2 separate regions of the Mus musculus genome follow, and region 1 is linked to region 2. The links are chromatin contacts, called in public Hi-C maps. All regions are on one chromosome and are shown on one strand. The core of a region is the stretch at or near the end of the contact, and the rest is flanking DNA. Distances in the headings are between cores, read along the strand shown.

Region 1 (4,897 bases), core at 368-2,867, 410 kb before region 2:
AGCTGAATGGAGCGATGGGAGAGGGGACAGATGGGAGAGGGGACAGATGGGAGAGGGGACAGATGGGAGAGGGGACAGATGGGAGAGGGGACAGATGGGAGAGGGGACAGATGGGAGAGGGGACAGATGGGAGAGGGGACAGATGGGGTCAGTCAGTACAGGGAGGCCATTCCGTAACATGTTTTGTTGATCAAACCACCATGAAAACCTTTTTGCCCATTAGCAGTATCAGTGTCTTGGTAGTCATGGTGAGAGTGACATTGAAGGTAGGTTCTCCTCCATGTTCTTGGTACAAAGATCCTTTTTAAATTTCCCATCCTGCAGCAGTGAATACCACATCACAGAACATTTCTGGGCCCCAGGTGTCAGCCCATTTATGAAAAATCTTGACTGGCCATTGCCTACCAAAACACCAACCTCAACTGGCTTAATGCTAATGAAAGTCTTCCTGGGGACAGCAGCCCAGATCGAAGGTGAGTCCTTGTAGCCAACGATGGCTAAAGGTCTGCCAAGAGACTGTCCATGTAAGTGTTCCACCCAGCCCTGGCATTGCTGCCAGGACCTCATGTTGGCCTTAGGCTGGGCACAGCCTGGACTCCAGCTAGAAGGCAAGCTCAAGAAAGAATTTAAGACATCCTGAAGGTAACAACTTAACACGATAATTCACAGCTGCATAATAAATGCCACCATTTCAGTTATGGTTATAGTCCATAATCTAGCGCAGATGAGTAGGATTCTACCGTACATAAATGAGGTGAAAAGTAAGAGCTAGGCTTTCTGACCTGGAACAATGGAGGAATGTTGCAATTGTATTGTCTCTTAGTCCCACAAGAGCTCAAAAGCTATTAGACAAAGATCAGTAGCACTATGAGGTGTCAAGAAATACAAAGCCCTCGAGTCATCACAATATTAAGCAACTACTCAATCCCATGCCTGTAATTTCCAGGTAAGAATCGTTATGAAATGAATATTAATCCTGAGAGTTCAACCCTTTCTCTCTGGTGTCCTCCAACATCTCAATTTTAGCTATTACACAGAATTCTTAGACAAAGAACAAAGACTTAATCTACTGCATTCCTTTCCTGGTGGCCTCCCCTGGTTCAGCAGATTCCCCTTCATAGCCAACCATCTGTTTTGGAGGACACAGAACTTTTGTCTTGGTATTCTGCCAAGAACAAATCCTTCCATCTCCTGATTTTGAAGTAGGTTCTTGAACTTTAGTCTCCAAGCCCTCATTCCAAATTGCCAGGGGAAATGTAACAATAGAAATAAGCCTCTGTCCCTAAACTCTGGGTATGAGAAATACTAATGCCCTCATTTTCTACAAATCAATTTATTCTGTTTATTCAATATCCATGGAAAATTAAACCTCAAAAATCATTCTTGGGGCAGCTCCTCTTCCACTGCACCATGGGAGAAGGCAGTATACCAAACTTTGGGGTTCTTCCAGCCACTGAGGGCTCTTTGGCACCATACATCTGCCTTCCCTAGGACCACTAAGTGTTAAAGGCCAGCTCTGACACTGAATGTTAAAGTGAAGAAAACCAAGTGTAGAGTCAGCGATTGGGGCTGGTGCTGACATTAACCAATGAACCCCGTGCTGATGACAGGAGGCAATTTATAGGGTCAGCACTCTCTGTGACTAGCAAGAAACTCTGAACTCTAAACCCTTTGAGGGCTGGTGAGAAAGAAAGAAAAGAGAAAATTCACACACTCATACATACAAACTTAGTGGATGAAGCAAATCAGGTGCCAACAAGTAAGTGCCAACAACTTCACACATACACATGTAGACAGACAGACAGACAGACAGACAGATAGGCAGGCAGATAGACATACATTTACACATTGGTAAAAAAAAATCCCTATCTATTTTACATACATCTATGTATACAGAGTTGGTGGATAGAGCAAAACTCCAGCAAAAAAGCTCTAACAACTTAATTTTTTCTCTTAGCCTTTTTCTGCCCCCTAAGTCAGTTCTCTACATAAGAAAAGTCATCTCATTAAAAAACAGATAAAATTGTTACACAAGAGGGAGTTACAGCAGGATTATTGATTACATGTTTTTCTACTAATATGTATACCTAACTAGATATTTTCATCCATCTCTTATTCTACAAGTTCATTATAAGTTCAAAGCAGCAGTTTTATCTGCCTTTTATTCCACATGTTCAGTACAAGTTCAAAGCAATATTATTTTAAACAAAGCTTTTGCCAAGAAACATGCCACTTGTCTTATGTCTTATTTTTGAAGTCTAGCTAATCATCCATTTTCTATTCTTCCATTCATAATAGAATTACCCACTCCCTGTTCATGGCCTTACCATGGTGTACACCAAGGTCTGTGGCCTCATCTGGACCTAACCTAGAATGAATGTTTTCCTCAATCATTTATTTTTTTTCCAATTCTATTTTTCTTCCTAGTGCAATTTACATCCTTGTAACACAAGACAGCTTACTGTACTCCTTTCCCAACCTAGGCAACCTTTATTATTTCGCAGGAAGAGAAACATTATAATTTTTTATTCTAACTTTAAACTTTCTATCAACTATCTTAAATTCTTAACTTCTTAATCTTATTTGAATCAAATCAGGTATTCTGTAAAATCATTACCAGGAATTATAAAACCATCAATTCATCTAAACAGCATCATTTCATGAAAGTTCATCTTCATGTTGATCTAAAGGAAATTTGCCCAACAGAATCGGCTAACATCCAGGAAGCAATTATGACAAACTATAGGCAGAAAGGGTCTTTTTTTGCCTAATCACACCATGTCAGAAAAATGAGGAATTCAGCCAGGACAAGTATGAGAAGGCACATCAACAGCAAGAAGCAATCCTGGGATGAAATCCCTGGGGCTGTGCCTTTTCAGAATACATTTATTGCAGCCATGCAAAGAAGTGGGCTGTCTCCAGGAAGCTTACTTGCCCACTGCAGCTCCTCCTGTATGGTGTCCACCATCTAGAGAGTTGTTTCCTCTTTTGTGACTCTTCCTAGCCCTTAGCTATAGTGATATGTTTGGAACTCATACCATCGGTGAGCCTGGGACCCCAAGCATCAAGGACATTTGCCTCTGATGCCTCACAGGGTCTGTTCCTCTGTGTTATTTTCCCATCTTCAACACTCATCTGAGACCTCTTATTTAATAGAATCCTAAGACCCAGCTTGAATACATCCCCTCCCTCTTCTCTCAAATACTGTTCTTAATGGGTTTGTGCATTGAGAACAGGGAGAATTTTCAAGCCACACTTATTTTAAATCTGCCCTAAACAAAACAAAACAAAACAAAACAAAACAAAAGCAGTAAAGCACTACTCACTATTTCTACAAAAGAGAAATACAGATTCATGACTGTTAAATAGACATCTTACCACACTAATGAACCTGTAACTAATGGATATGGTATGCCTCTACAAAGCCATTTTCCATGCAATTTCAAAATAATAACCTCTCTTTTTACTAGAAAATACCTTCCTTTGTAGGTGTCTTTCTAGATACACATTTCTGTTGATACCTTGTGGCATAGTTTATCAATGAGGGGAATGTCAACTCTGCCGAGCAAACTGGTAGCAGTGCAAATTCCCTAGAGTCAACTACACGTCCCTAAGGTGCAACTACACTTCAGTTCATGTGAGAGAATGTACCCTGACACATATACCAACCCTGACCTATAGGAGCTTACAATCTCAAAAGCAGACACAACTATGAGAAGGGCCACAGTGGGCAGAATAGGTTCTGCCATTCCAGAAAGTGCTATGATTTAGATGACTGCACCCCTACCCCAGAGGCGCATATGTAAAGGAGATAATGCAATTAGAAGGAAGTAGACCTTATCAGAAGAGTGAGACCTACTTGGTATTCTGGGATTTTTTTTAAAGGAAATGTAGGTACTCTGTCTCTTACTCTTCCTGCCCTGCTGTGCTCCTCTGCTCATTGGGTGAGCAGATTCTGTCCACAAGGACCAATATGATGTATCAGAGACCCAAATCCATGGGCTTTCTTCACTTTGGACTGGGATCTCCAGAACTGTGGGTCAAAATAAACTCTTCCTCTTTATATGTTAACTGCCTCCAGGATTTCATCTTAATAACGGGAAACACACAGAAGGTAAATGCAATAGATCCTTTTGTCTGTGGTGACAGCTGAGACCCCCCCCCCCAACTGTAAAAGTAGCAAGCGTCAAGTACCCCTGTGCCCTTTTAGATCAAGGGCGAGAACATTCATTCAATGTGTAATGTAGCTGTCCAGTGGCTTATGGTCAAACAGGGTTCATCTGAAAGGAGTTCTGGAAATGAAAAGGTCAGGGGACAAGAGAAGGAGCCCAAGACAATGTTCTGATCGAGACTCAACGTTTAATAATCAGCATAGTGTTTATAAAGGGGAAAACCCACAAAACCCATCCCCAGAACAGTAATGCAGGGTAGCAACAGCACAGCAGCCAATCCAATAAGTTTCCATTTCTTAGTAGCTCACTATTTCTAGTAAGTCAAAACTCGCAGCTGCAGCCAAGGCAGATGTCTCTGTTCAGGCCAATAAAGCTTATTGTGGCAAATGTTCAAGATCTGCTTAGCTTTTACAGGCTGAGGAGGTCACATTTTCTTTTTATTTTTTTTAAAGATGGCAGTACTAGTTGCTGGACAGGGGCACAAGCTTTCTTTGTTTTCCATAATTCCTACTAGGGCAAAGATTGGCCAGGTGACCATGCTTGTCTTGGGTTGGCTATCCATGCAAGCTCTTACCAGTCATTGACTAACCGGTCTTCTATAACACAATCTTTCCCAGTCAGACCAAAGCTGCGAAGAACATATCAAAGCTGAGTACTTAATGCATTTCTTCATAGCAATTAATAACTGACATGGTAAATAGCCGGACTTGCTGAAAGCGATCCTG
Region 2 (4,837 bases), core at 414-2,913:
ATCCCAGCACTTGGGAGGCAGGGGCAGGCAGATTTCTGAGTTTGAGGCCAGCCTGGTTTACAGAGTGAATTTCCAGGACCGCCAGGGATGCACAGAGAAACCCTGTCTCAAAAACAAACAAAAACAAAACAAAACAAAACAAACAAACAAACAAAAAAACTACCACCACCACCAAAAAACAAAAAAAAACAAAAAACCCGAAGCTTAGAATATTTGGGTATTTTGTTTTTTCAAAAGATCATCAAGTTTGCCCAGGAAGAGGCAAAGCTGGAATCTACCACAGGTCTGTCTAATGTTAGAGTGTGGCTTCTGAAGGCAGAAGTCTAGCTTCTATGCTAAAATCAGATTCACAACTCAAGACTCCAACTCTCAGATCTCTTTCATACTTAATGTCCTTAGCCTGCAGTTATGCAACACTATAATAACCACGCTTCCCTCTCATCTCTGCATTAATTAATGAGAACATATATAGTTGTTGGGTTCAGGAAAGCCTTAAATCTTAAATGTTCACTTATTGTCAACATCATAATAACATGTCAATAATGATAGTGATTCTTTTTCTGAAAGGTAGACATAATGAACTGTAATGTTTAAACGAGTCATATATATGGCCATATTAGTGTTTTCTATTAAGAATAAGGTAAGGAATATTCCCACTTTACACTTGGGCAACACATGAACCTGAGTAAACCATTTGTCCTTTTTGAGTAAGTGACTGCTCGGCGCGCAGCTAAAGGAGACATCCACACATGCTCCCTTTTTCCCAGGGCTTAGGAACCATTGTAGAAGAGGGAGCAGAAAGACTGTAAGGGGCAGGGATGGTTGGATGACTACAGGGCAACCGTGTCCTCTGTCTACAGCAGCTGTACATATGAATTAGGACAGCATGCATGATCTGTACAAATTAAAGACATACATGTAAAATTACGTAGCCATTAGCAGGACTCTAATGCTTTAAAAAATGGAGAATGCAAAGTTAGCCAGGTGGGTAAGACGAGAGGTGGATTAGGAGGAGAAGGGGTAAGAGATAAGATGGCCAAAACATCATGTATACTCCAAGAGTTAATAAAATGTATCTCTAACTTTCCAAAAGGAAGAATGCAAGATAAATGGAGTGAATATGTTTTCTCAGTAGCCTCAAGGTGACCAGTGCCGTGAAACGAGGAGAAACTAGGGGACATTTGTGGAAGCCAATGCAGACGCCAGGCAGTCTGTTTCTTTACATGCTTGAACTTAAGCTGATGAGATTTCAGGTTCCTACTCTTTCACTATGTAAAGAACCTGGCTTTGAAGGGTTTCCATCCGCATATAGAGAGGCCTCTTCAGCAGGCTGTACTCCAGAACCCATTTTACATGTGGAGACACTGAAAACTGAGTTTCTAGCATTAATTTGTCCAGGAAGAGGCAAGGCTGCTGGGATTTTACTGTAAGTCTCTAATTGCTCTCTTTCTGCTAAGACAATGAGATATAGACCTAGCTAGAGCCCATATAAGGGGAAAAGAAGAGTCTTTTGAAGTCCTCTGCTGTAGTAGATATTGCGTCAATAAACGTTTTTCTTTCTGTGAAACAAGCCCGTATCTCATTTCCCAAGAACTGCTGAGCAAAGCCATGGGGCAGTTGCCAAAGCCCAGATGGCCAAAAGCAGGGCAGGAGTTGCTCTCTCGGCTTCAGCATCGCACTGGAACAATCAGTCCCAGATGTCCTGGGACCCCGCTCGTGTCCCAGTGTGCTCTCGTGTGCTTTGTGACACCTCCTTCCGGGAACTCAGTGAAATCCACACTGGACTGCCATAGCCAGCAGCCTGAAGTCGTGTCCTATGGAGGCTCTGCAAAGAAGTCAGAGCAGAACGGGCTGCTTGGGGCAGGAGTTAATTCCAGAGCAAAACAACAGTTGCAAGGGCACCGCTTAAGATCTCAGTGGTTAGAAAAGACAGAGAGAACTTCTGATTTGTAAATAAACTTGGAAGTTGTTAAGTTTCTACCTGAGTCACAGATGCACTTCAGGTTAATCGTTCGTAGGTCAAGCTCCTAAAGAACAAGAAATACTCAATGTGTCCAAGAGACGTTCCTTTTGGAGAAAATATACACAGAACCAGTTTGAAACTACTCTGTAGTATGTTTTAATAGAATTATAAATAAAAAACGATAGGGAATACGTTGTGAAGCCAAAACTGTGAGTGTAAACGGCATGCAGGAAGGGTAGGGTATCTTCAAACATAGATAGATGACTGAAACCACAGATAGAAAAGAAGCCAGAGTGGGTGTTCCTCGGTAAGCACTGTTGTGAAGAAACTGCTGTCGTGAGTTGTTACACTTTAAGGTTCATAGATAATAGCAAGCTGTGGATAAACTTGAGGTGAAATATTTGGGCCATACCATGGGGTTTTCATAAACTATACTACGTGTTCAGACTTATACAGAAGGCAGCTATGGAAGAACTTCGAACAGGATATGATAACAGTTATCAGCTTTCAGACATGAACTTCAATAGCAATGGATGTGAAAGACAAGTAGGGAGAAGTAAGGAGCACACTGGCAGGCAGATCCAATAGCCTAAGAGAAGGATGCTGAGACCCCTAAGTACCTAAGCTATAAGAAAGGAATGTATTGACGATATATTGAGAAACATTCTGCCATCTGAGTTGAAACCAATTAGATGTGAAGTATGTCAGTGGCAAGACTCAAGTTGGCTTTGAAGTCCCCGGCCTGAAAACGAGATAAATATGTAATGGGCAGTGCTGGCAGAGGAGACCATCCTGGAGGAGAGATACATAAGACTTAGGGAGATAATGATTTCCACGTTGCCTGTGCTGTGTTTGAGGTACTCCCTGTACACCCATTTGGCAATATCTAGTAAGCTGTTGGCTGTTTGGAGCAAGGACTCAGGAGAAATATTCCTTCCGAAGCCCATGAGAAGGATAAAACAATCTACAGAATGTGTGTATATGAAACAATGAGACTTGGAAAGAGTTTTGGAGATAATTCATGCTTATTTGGGAGAGATTATAGCCTGATTTAGTAGCTGAGTACTGGGGTACAAATGTAGTGAGAATTCCCAGCTTACTCTATCTCTAAACAATAATAAGAATGCTCTATCTAAGCATTTAATATATGTCAGAAACACAGCTTTCATGAATTGTAGTAGGGGTGGTGGTGGTAATGGTGGTTAGTTGTACCAGCAGTAGTTAGTAGCAGCAGTAGTAGTAGTAGTGGCAGTAGTTAATTGTAGTAGGTAGTAGTAGTAATAGTAATAGTAGTAGTTAATACAGTAGTAGTTGTTAATAGTAGTAGTAGTTAGTAGTAGTAGTAATAGTAGTAGTTAGTAGTAGTAGTTAATAGTAGTAGTAGCAACAGTAATATTAGCAACAACAACAACCATTATCATTGTATTATTAGATGGAGACTCAAAGAGACCTTAGAAAAAAACAGAAAAGAAGCCAGCGGAGGAGAAACTTTCCAGAAAACAGTAATTACCCTATTGCAATGAAACATTAAGGAACTGTAAACAACCAGTGAGCCGACAATTTCCAGTCTCATGCAGCATTAACAAATCCAAGTGTTAGCCGAGAATTTGTGATAATGAAGACTGTAACTATAAGTCCATTTTTGTGAAAAAGGTTGCAGAGTCCGCCCTCTTCGTATTTTGTTGATATGATTGGTTGTTATACTACCTTTTGTTGGTATTTTGAAGGGAAAATGGTTAGTAAAACATTTAAATGTATGTGTCCCATGACTCTGAAAAATGGTTCAGAATCCATCCTTTGAGATCTGTACACAAATTATGTGCATGTCTGTCTTTACCTTCCTTAACAATTTGTTTCTAATAAGAAAAAATATGGTAGACGAACTCAAATGCCAACCAGAAGAAAGAGTGCTGTATGTTACAACATGGTCATTCAAAACCATGAGTTGTAGCTTTGGAGAGTCACAGAGAATACCTCAGATATATTGGAAGGAGAAAGAAAAAAAACCCCTATTGGTTTTTAAAAATATGTGATTACTAAAGATAATAGTATTATCTCTGGGTCATTTGTGTGTGGAGATTTTGTGCTATATATCTCTGTTATTTTATTTTAAAATTTATAACATGCATCTTATTTGTGATGATGGAAAATAAATTTAAAGTATGTCGTTTAAGTGTCAGTATTAAGAGCTAATTTAGTGTAGCAGTGGGATTCAGCCAGTGGCTGTGGTATAACCTGGCTCTTTTATGTGTTAGCATATGGTCTTGGACAACTCCTCCATGAACTAGGGATAAACATAGAATGCTCAGCTCATAGGGTTGTTGTAAGTCAATGAGTTAATGTGAGTAAGCTGGCTTGGAAAGCCATCTGGCCTGGAGAGTGTATGATTGGAGATGATGACAAAGACTGACAAAGATTCCAGATGTGGAGAGAATGGCGATGAAGAAGCCATTTTACTGACAAATAGGACATCGCCATTTGCTAACATTAGCATGAACTCCATTAGTAGAACAACCTCTTGAGATTAATGTTTGGGCCAACACCTGCCTAGATGTGCTACATAATCAGAAAGTCACCATTACCTTGCAAAGTGCCCCATCCCCGTTACAGGAGAATCCTAATTACAATAATGTAGAGCACATACTAAACATAGTGTTGTGAAGTTGTTTAAATCTTGTTCCAACACTTTCCATGTACAAGTTACCCCACATTTCAGCTTTCTTTAATGAGGAATCAAACAGTATCTGTACTCTACAGTGCAGAGTGAGAGTATTTACGTACTTCACACCAGCGTGTGCTAGGCCATGGGAGACTGATAGATACTGGCTGTACCTATGAAGCCAGACTTATTAGTCGGAAGTAGGAAAGCAGAGA

Evidence for each region. Hi-C and Micro-C count contacts between places; a contact is called where the count stands out from the background.
Region 1: a Hi-C map of embryonic stem cells shows a contact between it and region 2, with 3 times the contacts expected there. The contact joins two enhancer-like sites. A contact is called at or near these places in 9 of 15 datasets of contacts at CTCF or cohesin (CD8 T cells, the NIH/3T3 cell line, embryonic stem cells and 4 more), 132 of 484 Hi-C or Micro-C datasets (the 3T3-L1 cell line, 3T3-L1-derived adipocytes, the AML12 cell line and 74 more), 9 of 115 datasets of contacts at active chromatin or transcription factors (astrocytes, bone marrow-derived dendritic cells, embryonic stem cells and 1 more) and 1 of 9 other capture datasets (embryonic stem cells).

What each region holds. Positions count from the first base shown.
Region 1 is chr15:10,913,086-10,917,982 of GRCm38.p6, reverse strand. It overlaps the pseudogene Gm29742. Among named protein-coding and RNA genes, the nearest start is that of C1qtnf3, 37 kb to the left of the region's middle. Within about 2 kb of position 1,617, at least 9 of the 459 cell types and tissues checked have an H3K27ac peak or open chromatin away from gene starts, as enhancers often do.
Region 2 is chr15:10,503,132-10,507,968 of GRCm38.p6, reverse strand. The region is part of intron 11 of Ttc23l (tetratricopeptide repeat domain 23-like); the gene reads left to right. Among named protein-coding and RNA genes, the nearest start is that of Rad1, 20 kb to the right of the region's middle. Within about 2 kb of position 1,663, at least 19 of the 459 cell types and tissues checked have an H3K27ac peak or open chromatin away from gene starts, as enhancers often do.